Regions from separate parts of the Mus musculus genome. Here region 2 is linked to region 1. Evidence: chromatin contacts called from public promoter capture Hi-C data. All regions are on one chromosome and are shown on one strand. The core of a region is the stretch at or near the end of the contact, and the rest is flanking DNA. Distances in the headings are between cores, read along the strand shown.

Region 1 (5,755 bases), core at 1,392-3,891:
TGTCTTAGGGAGTGTTGAGTCAAAAGCATTTAAGTCTACAACTCCCCCACCAACCCCTGACTCCAGACCCAGGTGAGGCTCTTCCAGGTGAGGTGCCTGGAACTGTACCAGTCTCATGTTTCTGGAGGGTTGACAGGGCCTCTTCTGAACCTGCAGCAGAGCTGAGAACAGCCTCCTCCTCCCAAAGCCCAGCATCAAAGCCTAAAAGGAGAGAAGCAGCCACAGGAGACAGAGGACTATAGAACTGTCATGAAGATCCCTTCATGAAGGAAAGAAGCAGCCACAGGAGACAGAAGACTATAAACCGTCATGAAGATCCCTTCGCTCCTTTGCCCCAGCAAGCAGTCCCAGCATGCCACTTGGGAAGTGCTCGCACAGGTCATTTCACCCTGTCATACTTCAAAAAGCCAGAGTACAGATGACTAGGCCAGGCTTTAAGCTAGCTCCGGGGATCCCAGCCTTGCCTCAACCAGTGTTTCCTGAAAGTTCCCACCACTGCAGGCAAGTGGGAAACACAGCAGGCTAACTCGGACCTGCCGTCTTGCATGTGGGGTAACAGATATGAGCGACTGATGTACACAGGCCTCAGATGTTGAGATGATGTTATGAAGATGGCCAGGCCGCTACCTCTAGCTTTTAGAGGATGTCCCCCTTCACTGGGGAAGGCTAAGGTGTGCAGGACTAGGACTCAGCCCCAAGTTAGGCAAATGGCTATTGCTAGAAATGGCTTCCCAGCTACCTCATGCAACTTTTAAAAATACTTGGTCCTGTTGCCTTTTGAGTTAAACACTTTCTTCTGCTCACATGCTCAAGCTAGAACCCCAGCCAGCTTGGCTTAGGAGCTACCCTCCATCACCTCTAGTAGGTACCAGTTTCTGCTGCTGGTGAACAGGGAGACTCAGGGCACCAAGAGCCCAGATACTTGGCTTCACACATTGCTTAGCTATCTCCCTGGGTTCAGTAGCAATGTCTGTCTCTTTAACTACTGAGCCTACACTGTTGCTGCTGTGTATGGAACACAGGCTTGCACTGCCTCTGTCCACTGAACAGATGGAAGGTGCAAGGGACTTGACTTTTCACTTCTTGGAAAAGCCTAGTGATGATCAACTTTGGGACGTGGCCCATGTCTTCCTTCTTCAGATCCAGACCTCTTGGATACCATTGAAAAGGTTCAGGGCCTGCTATGAGTTCCAGGCTCCACCCAAAGTTAAGCTTCATTATCGTGCTGCCTTTGTTTTTAATGGTACAGGTGCCGGCCTGGAAGGCACATGCTAGCTTGAGCTATTCCCCAGATAATCTGCACTCTATATCCTCACTCATTCCCTTTCTTTGTCTTAATCTAGGTCTGGTCTTCATTCCCTGTCAGAGTCCTCTCCCTTCTGGATAGCTTTCTTTTAAAACCAGTGTGGGGCTAGGAAGACAGCATGGCTGGTAAAATGTTTCCACTGAAAGCCTGAAGATCAGTTAAATCCCCAGAACCCACATAAAAAAGTTTGTACACAGTGGTCTATGCTTGTAATCCCAGTGCCGGATAGGTGGAGACAGGTAGATTCCTGGGGCTTGCTAGCCAGCCAGTCTAGCCTAATTGTTGAGTTTCAGGCCAATGAAAAACTCTGTCTCAAAGACTAAAGTACGCGTACGCGCACACGCACACGCACACACACACACACACACACACACACACGTCTTTATACTAAAAATGAGAGAGACTGCTAGACGTAGCTCCGTCAGTTCAGGGCTCTTGGTCCTCACCTGGTTGAGCCAACCTACCCTGTTCAGGATCACCAGAGTGCCAGCTTGCAAGTCTGGCCAGAAAACCAAAGGCTTTCCATCTCCTGCTCTGTCGTTTTACACAAGTACCGCCATGCCACAGTCCAAAGGCTGGTCCAGCATATGTGACCAGTCACACCATACACTAAAACAGTACTGTCCCAGGGAAAGCCAAGTGTCTCACTTGTGAGGTCTACTATAATTCTCTTGACGGTGGCTTGGCAGGTGCTGCTGGTCCAGTTTTACAGATGAACAAGCCAAGGCTTGGATAGGGTAAGAGGGGTTTGGTTTGCCTAAGGTTCAAGGGTCTTACAGCTAAAAGAAAATTGGCATTTGAATCCATGTCTAGATGACATTGAAGTTCTTAATTCAAAAGCAAGATACTTCTCAAGCAAGATAATCTAGTTTCAATCCTGCCTACTCCTCTCAGGTCCTAACTGCTACCAGCCCATGGTCATGGCCGTGGAGGTAAGGCAGAACACCTGCTCTCTGATAACTCTAAGCCCCGCTGATGATGAATCTGTGACGGGCGCTCACAGGTTATTTCATTCTCTCGAATCACTATGACTCGCAGCACAAAGGTCCCTTAGCAAACAGCACAGCAATGGGCAGCTTGAGGCGCTGCGCCGTGCGTGTGACCCTGCTGATCTGGGAACCGAGGTCAGCCACTCGGCTCCCAACGTCCGGTTCAACTCCCTCTGAGTTGGCCTAGCCTCAGTTTACCTGGTCGTTGCAGCCGGACTTGTCCGGCTTCCTGCGCTGTCAGCGGACGCCTGCGGAGCCGCAGGACAAGAGGGGAGGGCGGAGAAGCCACAGCCAGTACCGCTGCAAGCACTTAACTCTTCTCCAAGGAATATAGGGACCGCCCCTTCGCAGTCGCGATATGGTGACGTCACGAAGCTGTCGCCACCAGGAGGACACCTGCTTCCTCCCGGAAGTCCGCCCTCCTGCTGTTAGGTACTTCTTTTAGCCACAGAACTTCCAGCAGGTGCCTAGTGTGTGCATTTGGGGAGACCGTGGCTGGCTCCAGGGTGACCCTGGGATACCCAGGCTCGGAGAGAGCGCATCCGACCTTTGAGCTTCTAATTCTGGCCAGGCGCTGCTTCTGGGCCAGGCACCTACTCATAGTTGTCCAGGAAGCACTCTGGTAGACAGTAACAAGTAGTTTTGTGCTCTAATGTTGACCCACCAAGGACAGGGATGTCTATATGTGTTGTATTCGTGGAGAAAACATAAAGGCTAGGAGTGATTTTGCCCATGATGGCTCCTGAGCCAGTAAGGGCTCGTCCAACCACTTATTTAGTTGTCTTGGCAGGTATGAAGCGATTCTGAAGGCAAAAGACACTTGTGTCCTTCCTTCAGCTACTGGGCTTTCCCCCATGAATCTTGTGTGCTGGGGGAAAGAAAAGACTGAAGCTTGTGTGTGCCAGCTAGAGGAGGAGTTTTGTCACCCAGTAAGCTATATCACAGATTTGGCAACTGGTCAGACTATCTTGTGGGATAGACTGGAACTGAGATAATGGTGGATCAATAACCGGCAAGACCACACCTTGACCAAGACTGCTTAGTTATGTACACCACTTGCTTTCTATTTGAGAATCTGAACCTCATGTCGGGACTCCAAAGATGGACTTTGGGGAGTCACTGAACCTTTTCCCCTTTCCTTTCTTGTCTTTTCTCTTTTCTTTCCAGTGTGACCACATTGGCAAAGTCGTAGCCAGCTTTTCACCATTTTTTCTTTAATGCACACAGTGAAGACAGATGGTGGCCTGTCTACTTTTTAGGCTTGTCAGGGCTCACCAACTTCACCTACTTGTAGCAGCACCCTGTTCTTCACGAACCTTATTTTAGGGGGAAAAGGGTGTGTGTGGGGTGATGGGCAAGTCCAGGCAGCAGGCATTCGGGTGGAAACATCCTCTACAACCACACCCCGAGTCCTCTGGCCTATGAAAATGTAAAGGGGACTCTGAGAAGGAGCCTCCTAAGTGAATCAAGGTCCAGACAGAGCATCCGAGGCTTCCATTGCCCCAGGAAGAAGCACAGGCTTTTATTAGATTCCTCTTATTTTTTCCCAGTGAGGCTTTTTTTTTTTTTTTTTTTTTTTTTTTTTTTTTTTTGGTTTTGGTTTTTTGAGACAGGGTTTCTCTGTGTAGCCCTGGCTGTCCTGGAACTCACTCTGTAGACCAGGCTGGCCTCGAACTCAGAAATCCGCCTGCCTCTGCCTCCTGAGTGCTGGGATTAAAGGCATGCACCACCACACCTGACTTCTTTTTTCTTTTAACACCAATGTTTTCAATCCTAGAAAAAGACCAGGGCTTTCCTTCCTGTGTGATTTTGTTTTTCTTCTTCATAGTTCATGATGTCAGCTGAGGTTGACAGCACAATGAAACCAAACCGATGTGACAGGAGCAGGCGATTTTGCTATGCTCTAGGTCTTGGAGCTGCACATCAAACCTGGGACTCATCACTCCATGGTTGCTTAGCCTGCTTGTGGGGTTGACAACATTCTTCCTAGCTCTGATATCAACGATTACAAATTCTCAGGTAAAATCAGGCTTCATCCTCACAGTTAGAAACTGGACAATAACTTCAGAGCATGCCAATAAGGGACTGACATCTGCTTCTTTCTTCAGTGTTGTTGATTGTCTTGAGAGTTCAGCCAGGACATTCATGTGTACTGTTGATGGTGGCATGGACGGCTGGCAGAAAGAGAGGAGGTGGGCTGGAGAGATGGCTCAGTGGTTGAGAGCACCTGCTGCTCTTTCAGAAGACCTGGTTTGAGTTTCAGGACCTACATGGTGCCTCACAACGAGCTGTAACTCTAGTTCTGAGATATCTGACACCCTCTCTGGCCCATATAGGTACTGAGCATGCATGTAGTAAACAGACATGCATGCAGACAAAACACTCATACACATAAAAATTATAAAAACTTGTAGAGAGAGAATAGGAGGGGCTGGCTCCTTGAATTCCCCACATACTTTTCTTGCTGCTGTAACAAAACAGCTGGCATAAAACTTAAGGAAGAAGAGGGACATTTTGGATCACAATTTGATCCAAATAGATCACCATGCAGGGAAGAGTGGTGACAGACACCAGAGAAAGCTGGCTATACCATGGTAGCAATCAAGAAGCGAAGAGATGAATGCTGGTGCTCATCTTTCTTTGTTTTTCTGCAGCCCAGGGCCTTAGGCCACAGCATGGCATCACCCAAAGTTAGAGTGGGTTTAACTAAACTTGATCTTGATAATTCCTGACAAACATGCCCAGAAGTTTTTGTCTTTTCAGCGACCCTAGAGCTGTCAAGCAGACTATCAGTACCACCCAGGCCTTATCTAAATGCACACAAAGCCTTTGGAAGGAACTCAGCTGAGGTCCCAGGGCCAGGCTTGCATTTGAGAAATCTAAATCAAGGAAGTTTGTCTGGGGAGGAGGAGTAGAGCAGATGAGAGCCACGGGCTGTGCTTCATGGTGGAGATGTCAAGTGCTCAGGAGTGTTCAGGAGGAAGAACTGGCTGTCCCCCACGACAAGAGGAAGGCTCAAGAGGGAAGGACATGCCACTCTGACTCTTTAGCCGTGGAGCCTCTGCCACCCGTGGAAATGCATCTTCTGTGGGGGGGGGGGTTGGGCTTGGGAGAGGATGACTAGCCTGGTTTTGGATAAGCTGCAGGTCACATACCTTAGGGACACCCAAAGGCACTTCAGGATCCTGGTCGGAGACGGGAATCCAGAGTGAGGCTTCGGCCTAGCTTAAAGAAGCTACGCCTAATTATAAAGGGGAGCCATGGAGGTAGCTGAGATGACGGCGTGAACTCAATCTCATACCAACCTTCCTCTAAGTCTCGGCCAGAAAAAATCTGAAAATCTAAGATGGGGAGTAGAAGGAAATCTTTACAACTCAGACAAATGGCTTGCCTTCTGCCTCCACAGAGAATGCTCAAAAGTTGGTAAGTGAAAATAGTCACACTGAATGGATCATTGGAC
Region 2 (5,532 bases), core at 1,367-3,866, 110 kb after region 1:
TCTACAAGATAAAGTGAGTATGTGTGTTTATGTGTGTGTAAGAGTATATGTGTATGAGAGAGTATGTGTATGCGTGTGTGAAGGAGTGTGTATGTGTGTGTGTGTGTGCGCACACACACGTGTGCGCATGTATGTTTACAAAGCTAAACCAAAGAGCTATAATTTGGAGTCTTTTAACAACCCCTGGACAAAGTGAGGGTGGCAGGGGTAAAGCCAAAAATGTGACTGGAGTCACCCCTTGGGAAAGGGCGTCTTTCAAAGACAATTAGTCTGTCAGGGAACAGGACTTCCCACATAATAAGGCAAGCAAGGATTAGAGAACTAAAAATAAGTCCAGGTTCATTTTGCCAAGAATCAGCAGGCCATTCCACGCGCACACCTTCCTTTAATCATGATGCAGCCACTCCCGGCTGAAAGCACGGGAGGACAGGGGAAGCTTCCGAAGCTCTGATCCCTTAAATACAAAGGATGAGCAACCCACAGCAGGGCTGTTCACAGGATCAGGGTTTGAAGCTGTGCTAAGAACGCACGTGGGAGAATCACGTTCTGCTTTTAGGGTTTGCTTGATTTTTTTTCATTTCAAGATTATAATATAATAACATCATCTCTCTCTTCCCTTTCCTTCTTCTAAAACCTCCTTGCCATCTTTCCAATTCATGGCCTCTCTTTTTCATTAATTGTTATTGCATGCACATATGTATACACACATATATTCCTAAATATAACCTGCTCGGTCGGTATAATGCTACTTGTATGCATGTGTTCAGGGCTGACTTGGTACTGGATAACCGACCGGCATGCTCTTCCTTGGGGAAGACTCTCCCAAGCTCAGTGTTCCTTAGTTGCCTGTAACTCTTTGTGCAGGACCGAGGCCTCTCGGTCTACCCCCCAGTCTCTTTGGCCTGTCTATTGGTGTCCTTCTTCAGCTCACGTGGAGGCAGTCTTGTTGATGAGTTTGAAAGGGTCTTGTGTTGCTCTGGCTGTCCTGGGTAGCACTAAGACAGAGGGGTGTGGAACTGGAGCCTTCTCCAGAGGTTTTAGGAATGGACCCCACAACACTGTGAGGGCAGTTATGTATCACTTGTTTTCCCAGCAGGTAAGCCAGGAGCACCTCAGCCTGGAGCATCTCAGATTTTTCTGTCCTGGCTGCGCCCCTGTCAGTCACGACCAAGCTGTCCTGACACTGGCACTGGACACAGAGAGCCCCTACCTACCTGTTTCTTAGCCTCAAAATTGAGATATCAGTAGTCCCTACATCTTAAAGCTATCAGGTGTGTTCAGGGGACATGGTATGTTCTCAGCAAAGGCCAGCGATCACTTATGGAGACCAGAGCTCTTCAGTGCAGCTAGGAGGGGAACTATGGACCTGTGAGTTTGAGCAGGGAGACAAGCAGCTTTGTTTTAAATTGATTTACCCTTTCACAAGTTCTTTTAAAAAATGGTTGTAGTGTTTATATATTTGATGGGGGCATGCCATGTTACACACATGCAAGTAAAGGAAACTTAACAGGAGTTGATTCTCTCTTTCTATCATGTAAGCTCCTGGGATGGATGGAATTCACATGGTTAGACTTGGAGGCAAGGGCCTTTACCTGCTGAGCCAACTCACCAGTCCTGTCTTACAGTCCAAGTTGTCCTGATACTTGTGATACTCCTGCCTCTACCTCTTCAGGATATCCTACTGGTGTGAGCCACAAGTGACTGTCATAATCTTTCTCTCTCTTCACACACACACACACACACACCCCACACACTGTACTTTGATCATATTCCTCCCTCCATCCCTCCTCCTAACCTTTCTCCCTTCTCCCCAGCGGTACCCTCTTTCTTGCTCTGCTGTCCTTGAGCGTGCCCCACGGCTTTGAACTTGCATTGCATCCATGAATGGCTGGTGGGGGGCAGTTGCTTGAGGAAGGGCAACCTTATCAGCAACCACACCACTAAGGATATGCCTTCCCATCTCCTAGCAGCCATTAAGCACTTGAAGCTCCTCTGGGAGGTCGAGGACTTCATGAGCCTGTCCCCCATTCACAATGGAAGGCTGGTGGGCCAGTCTTGTGTGGGTGGCCATCACTGCTTTGGAGTCCGACTTGAACACATAGCTACTTAGCAAGTACTCCATCATTGAGATTCACAGCCAGACCATTTCTAGCATTTTTTAAAAAAATGAATCAGGGAACCACTATATTGCCCAGGTTGGCACTGGACTGTTTCTGTAGACCAGGCTGGCTGCAGAGGGGATCCCCCCTGATTTCCCAAACCCTTCCACAGGGCTCTGTGCTGCACGCGTGCCAACTGTCAGGAAGCTTGTGCCACCGCAGTGTCTGTGAACTCTGCTATTGTTCAGTCCTCCACAGGGCCCTAGGGTTCCTACATCAGAGCCACAGATGTGTTCTAGACAAACAGATAAGTCATTTCCTGCTGAGACTGCTGGATTCAGTAGGCAATCGGTGAATAACTCGGTCTACTTAAAAGTGACCGATGGTATCAATGACCCTGTGGAGCTGAGCAGCTGCAGAGGCAAAGATCTCCATGGAGCAGCCGCAGGAGTCCGACAGACTGGTCGACACTGCCACCCGGTGACAAGTCTGAGAACTACATAGAAGTTCTTACGCATAGGACTGGAGACCCCTGGAGCATCCTCGGAGCCAATCAGTGTGCAGGCAGCCCCAGGGAGCCAATCACTGTGTAGGCAGCCCCAATTACCCCAAATTAAACCAATCTTGGGCCGTTACTAGGTTATTGTTATTTTCATATTCTTGTTTTGAAACAGAGCTCCATTTTTAGCACAGGCTTGCCTTAAACTTGTAATCCTTTTTCTGCATCACGAGTGTGAAGATAACAGGCGCACACCGCCTTACCCGAGGCTTCTTAATTTCTCTTTGAAAGACCTTAGAAAGCTCGCTGTGCCTGTCACAGATATTCCTTCCCTAACAACCAAGGCCTTTCTACTTTCTGTTAATATCCATCACTTTGGCCTCCTTTCAAGGGTCCCCTGAAAGTCCTGTAGCATTCTTCTGGTGCCTTCCACTGAGCAGGATGTTTGTGAAATTCATTGTGTATCCACAGCCCATTCTTTTATTGTCGACTAATGGCCCACTGCATGAACACTCTAGTTTGTTTTCTTTTATACTAATGATGAACATTTGGGACGCTTCCAGCTTGGGCTGCTATTACGGTGAGCTAGTAACATACTTACAGAAATCTTTTTGTGAATGTGTTTTCACTCCTCTTGGGCACACACCCACAAGTTGGTGTGGTACTGAATTTGTGTTATTTGACTTGGCGGTAGATTCCTTTATCCATTAAGCCATTTCCCTGGTTTTTGTTCTTTATTTTGAAATTGCATGGTGGGTGATACTATAACAGTACAGACATTGTGGGTCTCACATTTTGAAATTTCAAGCACCATCTGAAAATATTAAATGAGAAGTGCCAGAAATAATCAATTCATATGTTTCCAGTTGTTTGATGATCTGAGTGGCATGATGAATTGTCATGGCTTCTGCTCCATCCTCCCCAGGGGAAGCCCGTGCTTCCCCTCTAGGTCCAATGTATCAATGCTGTATACACTACTTCTTCTCAGTCACTTAGCCATCACAGTTACTATGACTGACTCCCAGAGTAACACAGTGCTTGCATTTAGAGAACCCCTGTTTTTATCAATAATGGCCCAGGAGTACAAGACAAGTGATTCACATATAACAGAGAGGCTATGAGAATAAAGCACACACGATACAGAACTACGGGAGGTTTCATGCTCCACGGGGGACATCACAGAACACACCCTGATAGATAAATACAGCTGTATCTGAGAACAATGTTATGAGAATGTCTACTAGGCTTCTAAAGGTGAATAACAATGGAATGTTAAAAACAGAACACTCAGAGGCACTGTGGATGTAGCTCTATGGCCGAGTGACATATATATTGAGATTTTATATATATATATACATATATATGTGTGTGTGTGTGTGTGTGTCTGAGTATGGTTTTGCGCATGAGTTCAGTGCAGAGACCAGAAGAGGGCATCGCATCCCCAGAATTTGGAGTTACAGTTGATTGTGAACTATCCAAATGATGGCTGGGTGGTGTCCCCTGCAAAAGCAGCAAGGTCTTTTTTTTTTTTTTTTGGTTTTTCGAGACAGGGTTTCTCTGTATAGCCCTGGCTGTCCTAGAACTCACTTTGTAGACCAGGCTGACCTCAAACTCAGACACCTGCCTCTGCCTTCCAAGTGCTGGGATTAAAGGCGTGTGCCACCATGCCCGCCCAGCATGTTCTTTTAACCATGACCATCTCTCTAGCCCACTTGCAAGAAAGAAGGGGCACATGGAAGGGGGTGGAGGGACAGGACATGGGAAGAGTTGGAGGGAGGAAAGGGAAGAGTGATGTAGTTAGATTTTAATTTAAAACATTTAAAATGTAAATGCAGGGCTGGAGAGATGGCTCAACAATTGAGAGCACCGGCTACCCTTCTAGAAGACCAGGGTGTGACTCTCAGTACCCACGTGGCAGCTAACGACTGCAGCAGCTAATGTCTGTTCCACAGGATCTGACACCCTCTTCTGGCCTCCATAGGCACTGTACAAATGTGGTGCACAGACATACATACAGATCAAATATCCACATACCTAAAGTCAAAGTAAATCTCAACAAATGTTTAATGTGAATGTAAAGGAAGTTCAAGTGTGTTGATGTGTGAGTGTTGGTGTGCACGTGCCATGGTGTGCATGTGGACGTCAAAGGACAGCTTTTGGGAGCCCAGTCTCTCCTTCCACCTTGTCAAAGTGGGGTTCTTATATCTGCTGTTATATGGCTTAGTCCAGGTCAGCTGGCTCATGAACTTCTGGCGCATTCTCTCATCTCCACTTCCCAGTAGGAATGCAGGTGTGCACCCTCTTTTGACACAAAAACTAGCCGGCACAGTTAACTTTCAGAGTTGTGTCCAGAGTGACCCATTCCAGTTAGGCTCTGCCTTCCAGGCTATCCCCATCCCCTCAATCAATTTAACTGGGAATCCACCAATGAATTAGCCTGTCAGCATCCTCATGAGCTAATCACTTCCCCAAAGTCTGACCTCTGATCATTGCATTAAAGACCCAGTCTTCTAGACAGGAGCTTTTTGGGGGTACACTTGAGACTCTAATTATAGCAGGTAGAAATGCCAATTTGGGCTGAAAGAGACTACAAGAGGTGGGCAAATGAACACAATGTATGCCATTACTGACTGGAAACAGGATGGGGGACAGCAAGTGGTATTTTGGGGAAACCATGGATAAGCTAATGCTCTATGGCAGAGAGTATTACACTGGCATTCGATTTCTTGGGTTGAGTAAGGGTGATATGGTTAGACTGGCAGACTCAGTCAAATGTAAAGGAATAAGAAGCTCCATAGAAATTACTCCAAAATTAAAAATGGAGCTACCAGGTGATCTAGCAAGCCCACGCTCTGGCATTGCTATGGTTTGGGTAAGTATCTGCCATTAACTTTTCAAGCTTATTGAACACTAGATGGATAAATTTTATTGTAT

What was found. Promoter capture Hi-C pulls out the DNA fragments that hold promoters and counts their contacts.
Region 2: a contact with region 1 is called in a promoter capture Hi-C map of neural stem cells. The contact joins the enhancer-like site here to the promoter of Fahd2a in region 1. A contact is called at or near these places in 15 of 39 promoter capture datasets (the 3T3-L1 cell line, 3T3-L1-derived adipocytes, embryonic stem cells and 9 more), 1 of 15 datasets of contacts at CTCF or cohesin (embryonic stem cells), 47 of 484 Hi-C or Micro-C datasets (the 3T3-L1 cell line, DN2 thymocytes, LSK cells and 36 more), 5 of 115 datasets of contacts at active chromatin or transcription factors (bone marrow-derived macrophages, embryonic basal ganglia, embryonic stem cells and 1 more) and 3 of 9 other capture datasets (adipose tissue, macrophages and pancreatic islet).

The regions. Positions count from the first base shown.
Region 1 is chr2:127,441,924-127,447,678 of GRCm38.p6, forward strand. Fahd2a (fumarylacetoacetate hydrolase domain containing 2A) reads right to left here and starts at 2,642. Exons shown (of 8, transcript NM_029629.2): 1 at 2,494-2,642; 2 at 1-201. The coding sequence starts at 195.
Region 2 is chr2:127,556,940-127,562,471 of GRCm38.p6, forward strand. No RefSeq gene overlaps it. Among named protein-coding and RNA genes, the nearest start is that of Prom2, 18 kb to the left of the region's middle. Within about 2 kb of position 2,617, at least 37 of the 459 cell types and tissues checked have an H3K27ac peak or open chromatin away from gene starts, as enhancers often do. A contact at or near this core is called in the N1E-115 cell line, cerebral cortex, neural progenitor cells and 2 more, where this site is marked.